7 separate regions of the Sus scrofa genome follow, and all the other regions are linked to region 3. A link is a contact called in public HiChIP or PLAC-seq data. All regions are on one chromosome and are shown on one strand. The core of a region is the stretch at or near the end of the contact, and the rest is flanking DNA. Distances in the headings are between cores, read along the strand shown. Region 1 overlaps FGGY (FGGY carbohydrate kinase domain-containing protein). Region 2 overlaps FGGY (FGGY carbohydrate kinase domain-containing protein). Region 3 holds the start of JUN (Jun proto-oncogene, AP-1 transcription factor subunit). Region 4 overlaps FGGY (FGGY carbohydrate kinase domain-containing protein). Region 5 overlaps FGGY (FGGY carbohydrate kinase domain-containing protein). Region 6 overlaps FGGY (FGGY carbohydrate kinase domain-containing protein). Region 7 overlaps FGGY (FGGY carbohydrate kinase domain-containing protein).

The links. HiChIP or PLAC-seq counts read pairs in DNA pulled down with a chosen protein or histone mark.
Region 1: a contact with region 3 is called in an H3K27ac HiChIP or PLAC-seq map of skeletal muscle. The contact joins the enhancer-like site here to the promoter of JUN in region 3. A contact is called at or near these places in 2 of 5 promoter capture datasets (fetal skeletal muscle and liver), 12 of 47 Hi-C or Micro-C datasets (fetal heart ventricle, fetal skeletal muscle, heart right ventricle and 7 more) and 2 of 2 datasets of contacts at active chromatin or transcription factors (alveolar macrophages and skeletal muscle).
Region 2: a contact with region 3 is called in an H3K27ac HiChIP or PLAC-seq map of skeletal muscle. The contact joins the enhancer-like site here to the promoter of JUN in region 3. A contact is called at or near these places in 1 of 5 promoter capture datasets (fetal skeletal muscle), 4 of 47 Hi-C or Micro-C datasets (embryonic fibroblasts, psoas muscle and skeletal muscle) and 2 of 2 datasets of contacts at active chromatin or transcription factors (alveolar macrophages and skeletal muscle).
Region 4: an H3K27ac HiChIP or PLAC-seq map of skeletal muscle shows a contact between it and region 3, with 17 times the contacts expected there. The contact joins the enhancer-like site here to the promoter of JUN in region 3. A contact is called at or near these places in 4 of 5 promoter capture datasets (fetal liver, fetal skeletal muscle, liver and 1 more), 17 of 47 Hi-C or Micro-C datasets (alveolar macrophages, brain, embryonic fibroblasts and 10 more) and 2 of 2 datasets of contacts at active chromatin or transcription factors (alveolar macrophages and skeletal muscle).
Region 5: a contact with region 3 is called in an H3K27ac HiChIP or PLAC-seq map of alveolar macrophages, with 5 times the contacts expected there. The contact joins the enhancer-like site here to the promoter of JUN in region 3. A contact is called at or near these places in 1 of 5 promoter capture datasets (fetal skeletal muscle), 4 of 47 Hi-C or Micro-C datasets (embryonic fibroblasts, fetal skeletal muscle and fibroblasts) and 2 of 2 datasets of contacts at active chromatin or transcription factors (alveolar macrophages and skeletal muscle).
Region 6: a contact with region 3 is called in an H3K27ac HiChIP or PLAC-seq map of alveolar macrophages. The contact joins the enhancer-like site here to the promoter of JUN in region 3. A contact is called at or near these places in 1 of 5 promoter capture datasets (fetal skeletal muscle), 2 of 47 Hi-C or Micro-C datasets (both in embryonic fibroblasts) and 2 of 2 datasets of contacts at active chromatin or transcription factors (alveolar macrophages and skeletal muscle).
Region 7: an H3K27ac HiChIP or PLAC-seq map of skeletal muscle shows a contact between it and region 3. The contact joins the enhancer-like site here to the promoter of JUN in region 3. A contact is called at or near these places in 3 of 5 promoter capture datasets (fetal skeletal muscle, liver and skeletal muscle), 7 of 47 Hi-C or Micro-C datasets (brain, embryonic fibroblasts, fetal skeletal muscle and 4 more) and 2 of 2 datasets of contacts at active chromatin or transcription factors (alveolar macrophages and skeletal muscle).

The regions. Positions count from the first base shown.
Region 1 is chr6:153,077,232-153,079,931 of Sscrofa11.1, reverse strand. All of the region lies in intron 5 of FGGY (FGGY carbohydrate kinase domain-containing protein), which reads left to right. Among named protein-coding and RNA genes, the nearest start is that of FGGY, 130 kb to the left of the region's middle. Within about 2 kb of position 1,446, at least 12 of the 83 cell types and tissues checked have an H3K27ac peak or open chromatin away from gene starts, as enhancers often do. A contact at or near this core is called in skeletal muscle, where this site is marked.
Region 2 is chr6:152,927,645-152,930,344 of Sscrofa11.1, reverse strand. The region is part of intron 8 of FGGY (FGGY carbohydrate kinase domain-containing protein); the gene reads left to right. Among named protein-coding and RNA genes, the nearest start is that of HOOK1, 220 kb to the right of the region's middle. Within about 2 kb of position 1,409, at least 14 of the 83 cell types and tissues checked have an H3K27ac peak or open chromatin away from gene starts, as enhancers often do. A contact at or near this core is called in skeletal muscle, where this site is marked.
Region 3 is chr6:153,685,094-153,687,793 of Sscrofa11.1, reverse strand. JUN (Jun proto-oncogene, AP-1 transcription factor subunit) reads right to left here and starts at 1,369. Exons shown (of 1, transcript NM_213880.1): 1 at 159-1,369. The coding sequence starts at 1,191. The coding sequence ends at 184.
Region 4 is chr6:152,829,704-152,832,403 of Sscrofa11.1, reverse strand. The region is part of intron 14 of FGGY (FGGY carbohydrate kinase domain-containing protein); the gene reads left to right. Among named protein-coding and RNA genes, the nearest start is that of HOOK1, 120 kb to the right of the region's middle. Within about 2 kb of position 1,438, at least 15 of the 83 cell types and tissues checked have an H3K27ac peak or open chromatin away from gene starts, as enhancers often do. A contact at or near this core is called in fetal skeletal muscle, omental adipose tissue, retroperitoneal adipose tissue and 2 more, where this site is marked.
Region 5 is chr6:152,769,413-152,772,112 of Sscrofa11.1, reverse strand. The region is part of intron 14 of FGGY (FGGY carbohydrate kinase domain-containing protein); the gene reads left to right. Among named protein-coding and RNA genes, the nearest start is that of HOOK1, 61 kb to the right of the region's middle. Within about 2 kb of position 1,367, at least 12 of the 83 cell types and tissues checked have an H3K27ac peak or open chromatin away from gene starts, as enhancers often do. A contact at or near this core is called in alveolar macrophages and embryonic fibroblasts, where this site is marked.
Region 6 is chr6:152,959,230-152,961,929 of Sscrofa11.1, reverse strand. FGGY (FGGY carbohydrate kinase domain-containing protein) reads left to right here. Exons shown (of 16, transcript XM_021097811.1): 8 at 1,037-1,140. Among named protein-coding and RNA genes, the nearest start is that of HOOK1, 250 kb to the right of the region's middle. Within about 2 kb of position 1,434, at least 29 of the 83 cell types and tissues checked have an H3K27ac peak or open chromatin away from gene starts, as enhancers often do. A contact at or near this core is called in alveolar macrophages, fetal skeletal muscle and skeletal muscle, where this site is marked.
Region 7 is chr6:152,801,070-152,803,853 of Sscrofa11.1, reverse strand. The region is part of intron 14 of FGGY (FGGY carbohydrate kinase domain-containing protein); the gene reads left to right. Among named protein-coding and RNA genes, the nearest start is that of HOOK1, 93 kb to the right of the region's middle. Within about 2 kb of position 1,318, at least 3 of the 83 cell types and tissues checked have an H3K27ac peak or open chromatin away from gene starts, as enhancers often do. A contact at or near this core is called in skeletal muscle, where this site is marked.

The DNA of each region.
Region 1 (2,700 bases), core at 197-2,696, 610 kb after region 3:
GTAGGGATTTTAAAGTACATGTGAAAACTGGGCTCTTCAGAGGGTAAATGGAATATGACTTTCTACTTGACCAGTTTCTCCTCTTGATTTTTCACTTGGGGAACTTTCTGTCTTTCCCATCAACTCAATTCATGTGGTGCTCGTGCTTTCCGTGTATGAGAACGATTAATTCTGGGGATTTTATCAAAATAGAATTGAAACTACAGCCCTCAGATGGTAGCTAGGCTCTGGATTGGCCTTTTCTGTGCCGAAGTTGTCGGCTGGTACACTTGCTGCCCTACCCGTGCCTCCACCCCACAACGAGGAGTCACAGCCTTTTCCGGGTGCCCCCTCCCAGTTTGTTTCCAGCAGCCGTGCACACACACCCACACACACACACGTGTGCCTACACACTCGCCCACATTTTTGACTTTGCACTAATAGATAAAAAAGGCCCCCATCAGCTCTGCTGGGCCGCAGTCCTGTCTGGTTTAAATCTAAACTGCCTGAGAGATCGGGGGTAATAAGTGAGTGACAACAGGTGCAGATTTCCTTACACCCCTCCGCGCTCGGCCCCTAGTTCTTTCTTTGATTCTTTTCCCCCAACACCCTTGTCCAATAAATTTTATAGCTGCACGATCCTGTTTCAGAGCGGAAGGGAGATTTTTCTCTCCACTCGGCTAAATGGTGCCTAAGTCAAAACCCTGCTTCCTGCCCCGCTCCTCGCTTTTGAAGAAGCAGTAATAAGGAGTAACCGCAGGCCAGGAGCTGCTGCTGGGTCCGGTATCTGCAGTCTGACACATGAAGAGCTAATTTTCGGGCCCTGTTTCAGAAAAGCCAAGAATTAACTTGCAGAGAATTAGCCATAATTGGGGAGAAAATAATCACGTGGCGTTTTCTGCCCTGTGATAACTGTAGCCACTGACAGGGCCTTCATAGCTATGTCAACGCCCACCTCTATTTAAAACAAAGCATTGCTCAGGGCCTTGAAAGCCCTATCTGGATGTTCTCTGTGGCACATTTGTGTGCAAGCCACCTGAATGTGGGCGTTAAAAGGGGATTTGTTTCATGTCTTTCTGGTGCAAAGTCCCAGGGCAGTGAGACATTTTATATCATATTTGCAGACATGAATGGCTTCTGCAGGTGTCAGATAAGGTTCGCAGGCCCTGTGGGCAAAGCTGCAGTCGGGCCTGCTTCAAGAATGGGCTGTGGTCTGAAGAGAATCATTTCTGATAAGGTCCTGGGTCCTTTAGAGAATTTGAAACTCAGTGCCTCTTTTGTCCTGTGTGTGTGTGTGTGTGTGTGTGTGTGTGTGTGTGTGTGTATGTGTTTAAAGTATCCTGGCCCACAATACACATGGAAGGGAGATGATGGACTTTGTTATTGGAGGTGACCTGAATACAGTGGGCCAGAAGCCTCAGTCCCGTCAGAGTACAGCCAAGTGTCATGTGTTCCCATGATTTAAACACCCGCTCTCTGCTGCCGGCTTCACAGTCTGAATGTCTGTCCTGCGTGCTCTCCCGAGCTCCGTACTGCTCTGCCACCCTCCCGGTGGAGGGGATCAAAACACAGAGATCCCTTTATGCTCTTTCAACTCTTAGTACTTTTGCATGTGCTGTCTCCTCAGCCAGTATCCTTAGGTATTGCTACTTGCTGGCTCACAGGCGCCTCAGACGCCACTCCTTTTCCCTGAAATACTTTTGCTTTTCTTTCACTGTTTCCTGTCAGAGGCAAGGTGCTGTCATCAGTTTGCCAACCCCAAACCTTGACATCATACCTTCCATATTCATGACCATTCCCTAAATGAAGGGCAAAATCTATGATATTGTTCCTTAACTATCTCCGGAGTAGTTGCCATCCTCAGCTTACCCTCCTAACTGGGCTCCTTGGCTCCCACCATCCTTCCCCCAACTTCTGCCCTACCTCACCTCACCAAACCAGTACTCCTTCCTCCTCTACTTTAGGCTCTGCCTGTGGATCTGATATTGCTTTTCTTTGAAACCCTTCAGTAGCATCCCGGGTCTGCAGTTTTCAAGTCTCACCTCACCTCTCTTGTGTGGAGCGTAGGTCTGCTGTGATCTAGCTGCTCCCTGGTCCTCCCAGGTCACTCTCTGCCAGTTTCCTGGTGGAAGGGATCAAAAAACAGAGCTCCCATTACTCTCTTTCAGCTCTCTGTATTTTTGCATATGCTCTTGCCTCTACTAGTAATGCCCTTTCCTGCGCTGGCTTACCAGTCAACCCCTATACTTCTGTGTTAGTAGGTGACAGTCTTTTTTTTTTTTTTTTCTTTTTTTGGCCTTTTTCTAGGGCCAATCCTATGGCACATGGAGGTTCCCAGGCTAGGGGTCTAATCAGAGCTGTAGCCTCTGGCCTACGCCAGAGCCACAGCAACGCAGAATCCAAGCCAAGTCTGCGACCTACACCACAGCTCTCGGCCATGCCGGATCATCAACCCACTGAGCAAGGCCAGGGATCAAACCCGCAGACTCATGGTTCCTAGTTGGATTCGTTAACCACTGAGCCACGACGGGAACTCCAGTAGGTGACAATCTTATCTGTGGCTCATAGATGATGGCTTCTTTTTTTCTTACATGACAGTCTAGAGATCAATGCTTTCCACGAGATCCTCCCAGAACCAGATGGTTTCTGTGTGTGAACAATCCTTAATATTGATACACTTGTCTGCATGATCGAAGGTGGCTATCAGCCTCCTTCTTCCAG
Region 2 (2,700 bases), core at 160-2,659, 760 kb after region 3:
CCCGGCTCTGTGTGGAACACTTACGTAGCCTGTGACCACAGGAACTTTGGAGCAACGTAACAGACAATTATCATTCATTATGCATTCAGTTGTGAATCAAAACAAACCAAACTGAAGCATTGTGTAAGTTTGGCCCCTGGTAATCCTGAATACGTGCTTGAGAGGGCGCAGTGGTAGGATTGTGGACTTCCGGCTAAAAAGCAACCGAAACGTAAATTGGGATTATGTCCCCTGTTGCCTTCAAGAAAAACAATTCCTGCATCTTAGCATGTCATGAATGGATTTTCATCATCTGACCTCTGCCTACCCTGGACTCCTGGGTCTCACATCTATTATTTGCACATCCTGCTCCATGGCTGCGTGACCTTGGGCAAGTTAGAGAACCTCTCTAAGCCTCAGTTCCCTCATCTGTAAAGTGGGAATGTAGATACCTACCTTACAGGCCTGTGGTAATTAACATGAAATTGTGCAAGAAAAGCTACTCACCCAGTCTTTTGCTCACATCACAGCATGTGCCAATTCACCATTTGTGTGATGTTTTTGTTATTTACCATATATTCTACATTCCAGCCAAATCATAACACCCACTTCAAGCCATTATTGGGCTAAGAATTTAGCCCTTTATTGAGGTGCTTAACAGAGTCTCTTGCCATTTGGGGATTAGCTGTCAGACGTCAATCACGATTACACCAAAAACTAAGGCAAAGAAAATATCTTTTTCTTCATCTGTGTTTCTCCAGGACCTAACACATAGTACGGGCTCAGTTAATTGTTTGCAAAGGAAATGTGTGACGTGTCTCTGTTTCCCAGAATCTTGATTCTTTGAAGGGCCCAGGTATTTTCCCCACAACCCTAGAAGGCAGCTATGGAAACTCTTCACAGATGAGTGCAAAGCCTCAATTAACAGAAATGCCTCAAGGGTAAACATTATTTTATTTTTTTTAAACCATCAACCCATTAGGGATACAACTTGAGATCCAAGCGATCCTCTTGGTCTGGCCTAAGAAAGGAGACCCAGACGTTCCCATGTGGCTCAGTAGTAACAAACCCGACTAGTATCCATGAGGATGTGGGTTCGATCCCTGGCCTCGCTCAGTGGGTTAAGCATCCCGAGCTGCTGTGAGCTGTGGTGTAGGTTGCAGACACGGCTCTGATCCCAAGTTGCTGTGGCAGGCAGCTGCAGCTCCGATTTGACCCCTAGCCAGGTAACCTCCATATGCCTCACATGTGGCCCTAAAACAAACAAAGACCCAGATTTCTACCATCTGAAACCTACTGTATCTCCAGATATCCACACCCTCTGCCGGCACCTCCGTTATTCTCACTTTACAAGGATGAACCGGGCCTGTCTGCCTGCTTCACTCAGAAAAGTGTAGGTTAAATATTTCCTGGCTTAACATTTCCTGGTTCAAAAAGTTAAATAATCAGCTCTCACTTGTTGATTATTTACTGGGTGCTTGCGGCATGTCAGGGATTTCTCTATGTTGCCTCTAATGTTCCCGAACATTCTGGAAGGTGAATATTCTTGTCTGTCACTGACATGGAAGAAACCAAGATTCATCAGGGTCTCATACTTTGCTGTCTGGGCTGCGATTCCCAGCCTGGCTGAACGAAGTGTCTCTTCTTTGTGGCACTCTTGGTCCTTAAAGAAGCAGTCTCACCAGCCCCTAGGCCTCATGAACCAGCACCCACCTCTCTGTATCCCCCCAGAGGCAGGCCTGGAGGGTGGAGGAGTATTTTTGCCTACCATGGCTGAGTGCTCAGTCACCGCCCTCTGCAAGCAGGCCAGTGAAGTGGAAAAATAGCTCTGACTCCTAACCCTGACATCTGTCCCTCAGGTGAGAGCCAGAGTCTCAAATTGCTGTGCCAATGACGAATGGGCCCACGCCACACACCGAGGGTATCAGCACACAGAGCGTCCTGCCGGAATTCACACATCCTGGAAGCCAGGCTGGCCCTGGTGGCCAGTTTCATTTAATCTTGTGTCTGATTGCTGCATGATGAGTGGAGAGAGTGAGGAAGTCAGAATCTTAGGGAAGCACACTGGTCTCCAGCAACCAGGCTTGGTTTGCTCTTTCCCTCGCCCAGTACCCTGGCGCCCTCTCTGTAAACCCACAGCCCAAACTAGAACCAGGCTAGGGGAAGGGCTGTGATCTTTTTGCGTTCATCTAACTTTCCTGGTTCCCAAAGAAGCAGCTATAGAAGGAAGACCATGGCTTTGGGGGGGTCAGGCAGACCCAGATCAAATTTCCCTTCTGCCACTTGGCACTTGGGTGACCATGAACAAGGCTTTGAATTTTTGTGAGCCATGACTGACTTCTTTATCTATAAACCAAAGGGAGTGGCAGAATTATCAGGAAGACTCTGTCTGAGAATATGTCTAAATTATCAGCACATAGTAGCTGCTTAGCAAATGTTAGCTGCCTTCCTTCCCCTTCCCCTTCCCCTCCCCTTTATTTGTAAGGCTTTAAAAAAAAAACACATTGTGATTGTCATTTGTTACATTGTGAGTTAAATAGACAACTGATGAATAACAGAAACTCTATTTAAACTACGCCCAAAGAACTGTAACCCTGTCCTTCATCAGGTCGGAGATTTTATATTTTACAGATAGCTGTTCCACACCGCCCCCCATTCTACTTCCACCCCCATATCCTTTTTTTCTAAGGAAATCCAGATGGGCCCTGATCCATTCTCATA
Region 3 (2,700 bases), core at 120-2,619:
CTCGTGCACACTGGGGGCGCCGTCAGGACGCAACCCAGTCCAACTTGGATACCCTTGGCTTTAGTCCTCCGACACTTCTTTTTTTTTTCTCCCTCTCTCTCGCAACTTGTCAAGTTCTCAAGTCTGTCTCTCTGCTATTTTTTTTTTTTTCTCCATTGCCCCTCAGCCCCCAACAGTCTCGCCTCAAAACGTTTGCAACTGCTGCGTTAGCATGAGTTGGCACCCACTGTTAACGTGGTTCATGACTTTTTGTTTAAGCTGGGCCACCTGTTCCCTGAGCATGTTGGCGGTGGACGCCAGCTCCGAGTTCTGCGCTTTCAAGGTTTTCACTTTTTCCTCCAGCCGGGCGATCCTCTCCAGCTTCCTTTTCCGGCACTTGGAGGCAGCGATGCGGTTCCTCATGCGCTTCCTCTCCGCCTTGATCCGCTCCTGCGACTCCATGTCGATGGGAGACAGGGGCGGGGTTTCCCCGGGCATCTCGGGCACCGTCTGCGGCTCCTCCTTCAGGGCCTGCAGCCGCGGGTGCTGCACGGGGATCTGCTGGGGCAGGTGGTGCGGCGGCTGCGGTGGTTGCTGTTGCTGCTGCTGGGGCTGAGCGGGAAAGGCCAGGCCCGCCGCGCCGTAGGAGGGCGCCCCGCCGCCGCTGCTCAGCGCGCCGGGGTTGAAGTTGCTGAGATTAGCGTAGACTGGCGGCTCGCTGTGTAGGCTGGCGCTGAAGCCGCCGCTGCCGCTGCCGCCCGCCACTGAAGCTACCGCCGGAGCCACCAGGCCCGCCCCGCTGACCGGCTGCGCCGCCGACGTGACGCTGGGCAGAGTGTTCTGGCTGTGCAGTTCGGCCAGCGCGCGCACGAACCCCTCGGCGAAGCCCTCCTGCTCGTCAGTCACGTTCTTGGGGCATAGGAACTGGGTAGGGGTCGGCGTGGTGGTGATGTGCCCGTTACTGGACTGGATTATCAGGCGCTCGAGTTCGGGCGACGCCAGCTTGAGCAGCCCCACGTCGGGCGAGGTGAGGAGGTCGGAGTTCTTGGCCCGTAGGTGCGGCTTCAGGTTGCCCACCGGGTCAGCCAGGTTCAGGGTCATGCTCTGCTTCAGGATCTTGGGGTTACTGTAGCCGTAGGCACCGCTCTCGGACTGGAGGAACGAGGCGTTGAGGGCATCGTCGTAGAAGGTCGTTTCCATCTTTGCAGTCATAGAACAGTCCGTCACTTCACGTGGGGTGAGTTTGGGTTGCGCGCAGAAGTTTCGGGGCCGCAACAGCGCGCTGGCAAACGGGGGACACCCGCGCTTCCCGGGGCCGTGAGCGAGGAAAGTTTCTCTAAGAGCGCGCGCCCCCGCCGGCTGGCCTCCCCCCTGCGCCCTCCTCACCAGCTCGCTCCGGGGGATCGCAAGGTTGAGACGCCGCCCGCACTCTTACTCGTCCGCTCGCGCGCGCTTCCCGGCTTTGAAAAAGTCGCGGTCACTCACGGTGAGCTCTCGGGAGCAGCGGTTCCTCGGAGCCCGCGGACGAACTCGCTTCCAGGCGGAGGCAGGCAGCGCAAAGCCCGCGGTGGCCTGCCCGCGGCGGGTCTCCGCCGCCCGGACTCCGACGACTGTCCCCTCCTCCGCTGCGAGGGGGAGGGGGCGCCCGGCAGCCGCGGGTCGCGCTCGCCCAAGTTCAGCAACCGGTGCGAGCGGAGCGGAGCGCACGTCCTCCTCACTCCACCGCCTCCTTTTCTTTACCGCCTCTGCGGCAGCTTCGGGCGGAGAGAAGCTTTGCGAAAGTTCGCTCCGGGACCCGGCGGCCACTTGTCCCCTGTCCTCCTTGCCGGGAAACTTCTCGCCGCTGCAGCTGGTCTCCGGACTTCCCCGTGCGGACAGTGGCCGCTCTCCGAGCTGTCAGCAGCGCCCGCGCAGCGGGGCTCTCCGCCTGGGGGCGGCTGGAGAAGGGGATCTCCCGGCACTCCCCAAAACACCAGCCCGGGAGCCACAGGCGTTAGCTCCGGGTCGTGGGAGAGAAAATGGAAAAGAAAATAAGATTTGCAGTCCGCCCCGACTGACGGTGCCTGTCTGCCTGCCTGAATCGGCGAACCTCCACTCCCGCCTCGCTGCTTCAGCCACACTCAGTGCAACTCTGAGCCCTTATCCAGCCGGAGCTCAACACTTATCTGCTACCAGTAAACCCCTAAAAATAGCCCATGATGTCACCCCAAGGCCTTCCCATTGGCTCTTGTCGCTCTCAGGAGGGCGGGCCCACCCGTCGCCATGGAGACCCCACCCTAGAAGATTCTTCTCTGGACCCGCGGAGGCTCACGGGATGAGGTAATGCTCCGCTGCCCTCCTACAGTTGGGCCCTTCTTTTGCCTCCCCTCCCTCCTCTCCTCGCGACTAGCGCCTCTCTCTTCCCCCTCCCCTCCTCGGCGCGTCTTTCCTGGCCCGCCCGGTGCATTGTGGGCTGACGTCTTGGGGTTTGACTGTCTAGTGACGGTGGCTGCCGCAAGCTGGGCGGACTCCGGCGGCGGCTCGCAGCCTCTGAAGGAGGCGGGCTCAAGTTCAGGGAAGGCAGGGGATGCGGGGACCCGGAAGGCTGGGGAACCGGGCCCGATGGCTCGGCCTGAGTGGGCTGGGCGGGTGTCACTGAGGGGGTCGATGTCATCTGCGGGCACTTCGCCGCCGCGCGGGGGGGAGGGGGCGGGCTAAGCGCCCAGGTCCCTGCCCCCCCCC
Region 4 (2,700 bases), core at 189-2,688, 860 kb after region 3:
AGGCTAGAAGAATAAAAATGAAGCAACCTGAAACCAGAGAGTACCATTACATAAGCTGCTCCCTGGTAACAGCTACAAGCAAGAAAGAGAAGTGTGGTTTTGTATAAGACGGAGGGCTTGAAATGGAAATGCTAACTTAGGGAGAGCAGAGAAGCAGCAGGAAGTGGACTTTTCAGATAGTTGGTAATGAAAGCCGAAGAATAACACAGGCAAAAAAGATATCCACTCAAGTCCTAGGAAGGATCCCAACTGGGGAGTAACAATAGAAAGCTTAGTATGTAAGGGCCACACTTGATGGGGAGTAGGGATTGTCAGCTAGAAACAGATTGCTATAAACTGGATCAGGAGTCCTGGGAGCATCCTTTGCCCAACATCCCCTGACTCTTATCTATCTTTTTTTTTTTTTTTTTATGTAATAAGCTAATAGTCTCATTTTTAAAAAATGAACAACATTAAGTGCTTCTTAAATGATAACACTGCTTCCTGCTGAAGAAAAAAAGCCTGTAAATTATTTCAAGCCTGGGAGTAACAGCAAAGATTTATTATGTATCTCCAACAGTTTTGAAGACTCCCTGAAATTGAAAGGGAACACTTTAAATGCCCCTAGGAAGTTATCCTGTTTCACCAGAGTGCCTTTGTGTAGAGTGTTACATGTTTGGGGACATGGGGACTGACAAGGCACCTTCTGAGACAAGGCCGCTGAGATGGGAAGCCAGCAACTGCTTCACCCCACCTCACAATTGACCTCCCTTCCCCTCCCCCTCCCCCTCAGCTGACACTTTGGCCAGAGGAGCCTGGGTGTTGGATGGAGTTGATCAGACTGAAACTCCTACCAAGTTGGCCATGTCACTTTCAGCTGTCGGCATCTCTGATGAGGAGGGATCCGGACAGGCCAGGCTGGTTCAGATAACTGGATGACAGCAGTTGTTTTCACCCTAGGAAGCGGACTAACGGCTACAGACAGAAATCGATGGAGGAGAAAATTACAGACAATCCTAAAGCGGAGATTCGAGCAAGTGCTTAGACGATGAGGAAGCCGCTAGCTTTAGTGAATCTGGCATATTGTGGTGTGGTGGGGACTGGGACCCTTCTCTTCAAGGGGCTCCTGAAACGATAACAGAGGGTAGTCAGGAAGTGTCAGCAGTCATTGTGTGTATGACTATGGATTAACTCACTTAATCCTCACAAAAATCCCATGAGGTCCTGATCTGTCTTGTGCTTTGCAGATAAGGAGGCCTTTACAGATAAGGAGGCCAAATCACAAAGAGGTTAAGTACTTTCCCAAGGTTAGCTAGCTAGTAAGATACACTCCTGCCATGTTTTGAGCCTGTGGACTGCTCACTGGAATAATACTGGAACCCATCTGTAAAGCTGCCTTGGGATACTCCTCACAGTGGGCCCACGTCTACACGCACCCCCTCACCACTGCTTCTCTGCAGTGCTGCCCTAGGGTGTTTCAGTGTCGGCTTACCCCACCTGGGGGTGAGCTTCCGGGAAGGATCCCAGTCTCCCTTATCCGTAACTGGTAGCAGGTATGGCATGAGCAGGTGTTGTATTACCATGGAGGTGAAGTTGGCAGAGATTGCATATTCCCCCTGAGCTGCCTGAGAAGGCTGGTTACCCAAAAAGCCAGCCACTGAAAGGAACGGTGCTGCACTGGAGGAATGTGGATTGGAAGCCCTTAGCCGGTAAAATCCAAGCTAACCCCACTTAGCTCTTAGCCCTGTCTCTGCAAACAGCTTTCCGTGTTCATACCGGCCCCACCCCAGACTGTTCCTTGTGAGTCTCAGTTACTCTTTTTTCAAGGATACATACCCCAGCTTCACTTGTTGGTTCAGTGACTGAACAACTCGATGTATAACCCAGGACAAGAGGTCAACCTCTTTGGCCCTCAGTTTCCTCATCTTTACACTGAAAGAATCAGGTTCTGGTTTTCACAGAATGTAAAGTTGTGGACCATTTGTAAGGCCAGTGTATCAAACAGATAGAAGCTGAGCCGTGTCTCCTCTTTGCTGTGTCACTCCCTCCCTTTCCCCACCACATGGCAGCCTTGGAGGGTCTCATTTGAACTTAAGAAGCACTGGACTCCGGTTTCAAAGGCAATAACCCAAAATTATTAATTAACTCTAATAATAATACAATCACACAGTATTTCAAAATGGAACCCGTTGGGAAAGGTGGGTTCAGGGACTCTCAGTGAGACCCCTGTGTCCACTTGACTGTTGGATGCTGTGGGCTCCTGGGGGGTGGTGTCAGCTTGGCTTGACTGTGTACAGTGGGCTAGGGAAGCTAAAGCCTCAGCCCTGTCCTCCTTGGCTGGAAACAGACCGCGTGTCCTGGCACTGGTGAATTAGAAATTCTATCCAGCGACTCTTAGAGATTAATTTTCCGTCTGGGGATCTGACCTCTTGCTTCAGCAGCCGAGGGGATCAGACCATTCTGGGAGGAGTCAGCGAGCTAGCCCTCTGAAAGGCCTTCCTTTTCTTTCTCTTTTTCTTTCTTTTTTCAACTGTACGTTTCAAAGGGAATTTCTGATTACGTTGGGGGCTTAACACCACCAGTCTGAATCCCTCTTGGCATTTTCGAGCTTTGGAATATCCATACCACCCCCCACAACGGGGCTTTGTGCTAGAAGATTACTGAAGCTTTAACTCTATTTATGTCTTTGGATTTATTTAAAAACAAAAAAAAAAAAAAAAA
Region 5 (2,700 bases), core at 118-2,617, 920 kb after region 3:
TGATAATGCATTATCATGAGTGGTAAAGCCTGATTTCAGACTACTCTGGTAGTCTGCTACAATCAGAGTCTATCTTTTTTCTTTTTCTTTTTTTTTTTTTTTTTTTTTTTTTTTTTTTTTTTGTCTTTTCTAGGGCCGCACAGGCGGCATATGGAAGTTCCTAGGCTAGGGGTCTAATCGGAGCTGTAGCCACCGGCCTGCACCAGAGCCACCACAAGCCGTGTCTGCAAACTACACCACAGCTCCCGGTAATTCCAGATCCTTAACCCACTCTGCAAGGCCAGGGATCGAACCCGCAACCTCATGGTTCCTAGTCAGATTTGTTAAACACTGAGCCACAACGGGAACTCCAGAGTCTATCATTTTTAATCACTGCACTCTATTTTCTGTCTTTCTAAAGAATCACTTTGACTGGCCTTGACTGTTGCTAGGGTACCAGTTAGGAGATATTGTTCAGAGAGTGGGGTACTCAAATTTTCAACAATGCTGTGAGTAGATATTATTATTCCCACTTCATAGGTGGGAAAACTGAGGCTTCGTTCACGTATCTGGTAAGTAGCAGGACTCAGCATCTATCCCAAGCTTATTTATCTCTAAAACCCGATATCTTTCCACTGTCATCTCCAATTCCTGCAAAACTAGAGAGCTCCAGGCCCCTACCCCTCCTTTATGATCAAGAGACCAATCTGAGGTGAATTTTAAGAGTCAATATTGGAGAACGAGGCATTTGAAAATTTTTATTTCCATTTGGTAGGTATTACATAATAAAAAATTAAATGAAATATAAATATACTAACACATACACTTAATAACACATACAGCATTTTTTTCTTTTATGCTTTTTAAATCGGTATAGTGTACGTAAAGTGAAATTCACAGATCTTAAGTGTACAGCTTGATGAATTTTGAGAAATGTGTGTACCTGTGTAATCAACCTCATTAAACAAGATGTGTGGCGGGGAGGACATGTAGGGAGCTATGTAGGTTGATGGATTGATACCATGTGTTTAAGGTTATAAAGGAGGTGTGAGTCTTCATGTCACAATTGGTGATGAAGACCTACCTCACTCTTTCCGTCCCTCCACATCCCGCTTCTAAACTGACATGGTTGTTTCCAGTGCATGGAGGTCAGGCAGAAGACCAGGTGCCGGTCAAAAGATGACTGTATCAAAAATCAAAACAAAACAAAACAAATAGAAGAACAACTAGCCATTTCTTCATGCTTGTTGGGGGAAAATCACGTTGCCCTACTTTGTTTTTCTTTGAAAGGGTCATGTGCCTCAGCCCACACATTATCATGTGAACTTGTTGTTCCAGTAAAATGAGTCAGAGTTCCTCAAGAAGGCAGATTCATGTATTTCAGAGCTGTGTGTCAGCATCTCTGAAAAAAGGTGCAGTGTACAGGATTGGTGCTTCTCAGGCACAAGCACACGCTCATTCTTAGCCAAGGAGATCACACAGCTAATGAGCAGCAGAAGTGGGATTTGAACTCAAGCCCAGAGGACGCAAGCATCAGGCTTTTTGCATTGTAGGGGGGAAGTGTGTAGGGTCTGAGCGCAGGGCTAAGCAAAGGCCTGGAGTCAGAAGGGGCTCTAAATTCTGGCTTTTCTGCATTTTTGACCTTGGGCAAATTCTTTATACTCTCTCAGTTCACTTCTTGGTCCATGAAGGGGGAAGAGGTGATGATATCTGTGTCATAAAGTCGTTTTGAGAATTTCAAGAGTCACGTCCATAAAGCGATTAGTGCAGCGCACAGCACAGAGCAAGCACCTGGGAAATGTTGGCTTGAACCGGTAACCTAGCAACTGCCACGGAATTGGCTGCTGGGACAATGAATGCTTTGTTTTTCTGATCATACCCCATCAGTTATAAAAATTTTGAGCTTGCATCCTCAATATGTGGAAATGTATTTATGAAGAGGCATACACATGTTTTATTGGGCTTATAGGTTATCTATATTATAAATATAGCTGAAATAAAAGATTTCAAATATTTGCTCATCATGATGTTATTATACTAACATTAGACAGTGTCTAAAGATCCACAATCTAAGGCCAGGTGAGTTTTGAATGATTTTTTTTATTATTTCTAAATGATTTTGTATGTGCCACTGTATTTATATCTCAAACAGTATTCTTGATCATTTTAATTTTTGTCTCAATTCTTGTCATAGTCTAAGCCGTCTTTGTTTTTACCTTATACTGTGAAAAGCTAATACCAGGGAAAAGTGTCATCATTTTTCCTTTTTGTTTACTTGAATCTGCACCGTGACCATTGCCTTTAGTCCTTTGGCCAAGTCTTTCTCAGTTGCTTGCCCATTTTGTGAGAGTTTGTTTAAATAAAATTAGATAGCCCCTATACACTCCCACCCTGGAACATGTAGATGACGATGGGTAGCAAACCCCTGGAAGCTGGGGACATAGACTGGAGGGCATGCTGTCATGCCCCCATGATGTAAGGCTCTCACTCTTACCTTGGGAGATTTCACGTGTCTTACTCACTCATGACTGTCTGATGAGGGACCAACGGGTGGTGCTGGTGACAATCTGCGTATTAAGTGCTGGTAAAGTTGAATTCATTTCTTTAGACTACACGTCTTATAAACGGCACTTCCAGTATGTTTTTCTGGAATCCTAACCAACCACTTCAGCACTCCCTGGAGTGAATGTTTACCATTTTAGAAACACCATTCGATGATCT
Region 6 (2,700 bases), core at 185-2,684, 730 kb after region 3:
CCCGAGGGAGCTATTCTCTCCCGCATTCCGACCTCTGCTCTCTGCCCCCAGCACTTTCCACCTCCTGCTGTGACCTCGTTGGAAAGGTTTGCGTGGTTGTGGCTCCCACATCCTACCCAATGTATCATGAAGGTGCTTGCTGGGTATTTGAATAAATGACGGGCAACTCCAGGCTCTAAACACTCTCTCTGACTCTCCCCTCACAGTTGTAACTTCACTTGCCCACAAGTATCAAAGAACACGCCCCGTGTATCATTTTATGGGTAGAAGGTGCTTATGGGTATTTGGATAAATGATGGGTGACTCCGGGCTCTAAACAGTCTGACTCTGCCCTCACACTTGTAACTTCACTTGCCCAGCAAGTATCAAGGAACACACTCCGTGCAAAGCCGCCTGAGCTTATACCATTTATGGGAAACTCTCTGCTACCTGGCGTTCTTTCAACAGACACTGACTGTCAGTCACTCTGTCCTTTATTCCAAGTTCTGGGATGAGCAGTACTGAGGATGGTGACCCAGAGATCTGATCATCAGAGGATTCTGTCGCCTTCAGTGAGATGGAAATGTGATGTGTCAAACCAGAGTCCCCTCCGCCCTGCCCCTTCCCAGCAGTGTGACCTTGGACGGGTCACTCAGCCCATAGATGAGCCTTCATTCCTCTGCTGATGTGTGCCATTCATCATTTCAGCTTGATAGGCTTCCTATAAAATGAGACCGTACATATAAACATCAGCAGAGTGTCTGGGATTTTGTGAGCAAAAAAATCACTGATAGCGGGTGCCTTTATTATTCTAATGACAGTGACTTATTATTCCAGTGTTGGATGCCATACACTGACGCTGAAAGCCAAAAACAGGTTTCCTGGTTGCCCAGGCTGACCAGTGAGCCCTTTTGGTTTCTGTTTGAGACTGGTCTGCACGTCTGTTTGAGACGTGGTCTCAACGTCCTTTGGTATAAAAAAGAGAGTATCATTATGTTTGTTTTAGCTTTCTTTCCTTCTCCTTTTTCTAAGAGAGTTTTGTTTTGCTTTCTCACAGGAGTGATTGGAGCAGATGTGAGGGGGCACGGCCTCGCTTGTGAGGGACAGCCAGTGACGTCACGGCTGGCTGTCATCTGTGGAACATCTTCTTGTCACATGGGGGTGAGTCTGCCGGGTGAGGGCGGGGCTGCCACACTCGGGAGGATGGCCAGCCTGGGAGGAGGGAACCGCTGGCCCCTTTGCCCCTCAGCTCCTCCCTTCCTGCCCCCCCACCACACACACACCGTGGTTTATCTAGCTGGAAGCCCAGCCTTCCCACTAATAGCCTTGCTTATTAGATTTGCCAGACCCTTTTCCAGGGGCCAAATTCTTAAAAAGTGTGAAAAGGGTAGAGTCTGCCTTTAACATCACCCTGGCCAGAGAACCCATGGCTTGAGGGGTGAAATCGGATCCAGAGATGGCAACGCCTCGCTCCCAGACAATCTGTCCCCAATGGGTAGCTGCGTCTTCTTTGCAAAGGGGTGTCTGTTTTCCTTGGCCACTGAGCTCTCTCTCAATCAATATAAATCCATCTCCCTGGGAGCGCCCTGGTGATGTATAGAATTAGGCTGCATATCACGACTTTGAAAGAACACTGATAAGCAATTTTCACTTTGCTAATTTTTCTCCATGAATTAGTAGAAAGGCTTTCTCCAAGATTGCAGCTAAAATTTAGTGCCTGCCCTAAAATTTATATCTTCTTTAAATGCATGAGTCTGAAAGCATTCCATTTCGATAAGTACCCATTTCTACCATATTTTTATTTAAAAGTCATTACTCTGTTAAACTGAGATGGACGACTCCTTGAATTTTTCCCAGATAAGTAAAATAGGGGCGAGAGTGGTGGAGGAGGAGGAGGGCAAATGGGGGAGTGAGCGGCGGGGGCATGAGTAAGGATTAGAGTGGGGTCTGAGATGCAGTCGAGGGCAGAGGCCCTGTGACAATGGAGGGTACATATGATGCGAAACTGTTTAGCTGCCGTAGGGACCAGTGATCGTCTTGTACCATAAAATATTTTGGTTGCGTAAATATCGATACATTGACTTATTCATGGATCCTCTGCCCTTGTGTCTGGGACTGTGGCAAATCCTGGGGACACTAGGATAACATAGGGCCTCCCATTGGTGAGATGGAATTATAATAGGTATGACAGTAAAAGGCTCCACAGTATAGATGCAGATTGAGCCTGTGATACTGAGCATCTGGTAGGTACCAGGCATGGCATCGGGGGTTTTCATTTTGCAGGGGTGGTGGGGCTGTGTTTCCAGACTGGTTTCCAATCCCACATCCTCCATGAGCTAAGGATGGGCCCTTGGGCTGGGCACTTCACACCTCCGGGCCCCAGATCCTTCCTGTGCGAGATGTGGGAAGTATAATACATATCTCATAGTATCATGAAGGTGATTTGAGGCAATATAATGTGCTTCATATGAAGTGAGCCCTTTTCAAGGCTTAGTCTCTGTCATCAGCCCTCATATTATTGGGCAGAAAGGACACAGTGATTACCTGCCTGGGAGGGTCCAAGGCCACTACCTGAGAGGACTTGGTGCCAGACTTTCTCGCAGCCCTTCAAAAAAAAAAAAAAAAAAGCTTTCCTGGAGCTCCCGTTGTGGCACAACAGGGTCAGCAGCATTTTTGGGAACACTGGGACACAGGTTTGATCCCCAGCCCAGACCAGTGAGT
Region 7 (2,784 bases), core at 69-2,568, 880 kb after region 3:
AGGAAGGAGGAAGTAGTATGAACCCACAGGTGTGATACGCAATTGTAGGTCCGCCTTGGATTGAACCAGAAGAGCTTAGGTTTGGGATGACTGAAAAGGACATGCCAAGAAGAGAAGGGCACATGGGTGTTGTCAGAGGGCTATGACCAGCACTGCTTAGACCTTACTACTAGACAGCCATGCTTGGGGAGCATAGCACTTGGAGCCTAAAGATTTAGTTTAAGTCCTGGCCATACTGCTAAAAATGCACTGTGTGAAGGAAGAGGGAAAAGGGAGGAATTCTTGCTGTTGGAGTTAGACAGCATCTCATGTATCATCTCATCAACTCTGGGAGGTGATAATAACAATAGGTGGTACATAAATCCTTCCGTGTGCCAGCACTTTCTATATTATCTTATAGTTTTTTCTACATATATTTGATCCTCATAGAAACCCTGAGATAGGGGGCATTGTTATTCCTTTGGATAGATGGGGAGAATGAGGCACAGAGAAGTTAAGCAGTGTGGCTATGGTCACACAGCTGGTAAATAGAGAAACTGAGTTTGAACCCAGGCAGTTTGGCCCAAGAGTCCATGCTCTTAGTTACTGTTACAGTCTCTAAGGCACGTGTACCTCAAGGAGGGTTCTGGGGTTAAGATTATTCCATCCCGGAGTTCCCATCGTGGCGCAGTGGTTAACGAATCTGACTAGGAACCATGAGGTTGCAGGTTCGGTCCCTGCCCTTGCTCAGTGGGTTAACAATCCGGCGTTGCCGTGAGCTGTGGTGTAGGTTGCAGACGCACCTCGGATCCCACGTTGCTGTGGCTCTGGCATAGGCTGGCAGCTACAGCTCCGATTCGACCCCTAGCCTGGGAACCTCCATATGCCGCGGGAGCGGCCCAAGAAATGGCAAAAAGACAAAAAAAAAAAAAAAAGATTATTCCATCCAACCCCTTGCCCTGCACATTGACACTCCTACCTCTACACCGCAGGGCTGGGGACCCCCTCCCCCCATCAACTGAGAAGGCTCCCTGCCAGGTGCTTCTCACAGCCTGTCTGGAAGCTTTCACTGACCCTCAGCCTTGGCTTCCAGCCGCACCAGTACCCTTGGTTCTAGCTTCCCACCCTTGTAGGATTCATGCCCAGCACCACACTTCCTGCTCCCCTTTTCTGAATAATTTGTTTTTGCCCTTGGGACACTTTTACCTCTGTTCAAGGTAAGATTCCAGAACCCAGAGTCCTCCCCCCATGCCAGCCCACACAAGTGGCATCCCCCTCAGATTTGTACCAGCTCCTGGGAACAGGACTGGACAGCTTGTTCAGCTGCTTTCTTAAGGGCCAGTCCCTGGCAGCTTTACTGGTCCCACCTGTTCCTGGCCTCACAGCTGCCAATCCATGCAGATGAGGCTATTCTGGGAGCAGCAAGAAGACTTATTCACTCTAGTCAAGTTTTTCTTAACAAAAGAAGTCAAAAGTCCTTTTGTTGTTTATTTGTGTTTTTTTTTTTTTTAATGTGCATTAACATTCTGCACAGAATACTGCAGCAGTTAAGACATGGCCTCTGAAATTGAAGGATATGTGTTCAAAATCCAGTTCTTCGACTTGCTTGTTGTATCATCTTAGGAAAATTGTTCCATCTCAGTTCTTCATTTGTAAAGTAGAGCTAAAAGAAGGCCTACCTTAGGTGGTAGTTGTGAGAATTCAGTGAAATGATGTTATGTGAGCACACATCGCAACACCTGACAAGCAGCATGTGCTCAGTAAGTGGCAGTGACTATCAGCATTATATTAAACATCATTATATTAAGTATCACTATGTAAAAGATCATTCAAGTCTCCCTGGAGAGATTTCATTCAGGCAGTTTTTTATTCAACAGGTATTTACCAGGTGGCTACCATATGCCGATCAATGCCAGGTGCAAATATAGGATGTATGTTTATGAAAGGAAGCAATGCATCTTAATCACTTCTTATAGGCCAGACACTGTTTTAGGCATTTTAGGGACATATTTCATTTAATCTTGATAAGGCCCTTGCAGGCAGACATTGGGCTGAGGTTCAGAGAGGTTAACTCCCCCCAAGATGTGGCCCCTGATTGGTTGTAGTTTTTGTTTGTTTGTTTTTTGTCTTTTTTCTTTTTGAGGGCCACACCTGTGGCATATGGAGGTTCCCAGGCTAGGGGTTGAATTGGAGCTATAGCTGCTGGTCTAGCCACAGCCCTAAAGCAACAGCAGATCTGAGCCACATCTGTGACCTACACCACAGCTCACAGCAACACCAGATCCTTAACCCACTGAGTAAGGCCAGGGATCGACCCTGCAATCTCATGGTTCCTAGTTGGATTTGTTTCCACTGTGCCATGATGGGAACGCCTGGTTGTAGTTTTAAATAAACCAAGATATTCTGAGATCAAGTCCCCACAATTGAGAGATGCGCGTTTTACTTTTGTACTCATGTAATCGAATGCCTTTGTTTATGTACCTTTCTGGTTAAAAGGAAGTTCAAAGGAAAGTGTTATTTATTTCATCCTTAGGGATACAAATCTCAGAAAGATTAGAGAGTTCTGTGCCTCTCATAGCAAGGGATGAGCCTGGGGGACTGTCCCCCAGTGATTGGGGATTTCATCATCCTACAGGATAACTTCTCTCCATGGCACTAGAGTGAGAGAGGGAGAAGGCAGCAAGCAAGGAGTTCCTATTGGACTCATCCAAGGCGTACTTTGCAAGTTATTTTGTTTTGTTTTTTAAATCAGCCCCAGTTATAAGCTTGCTTTTTGGATCCATGCCTTATGCCTCTAGCCATTGA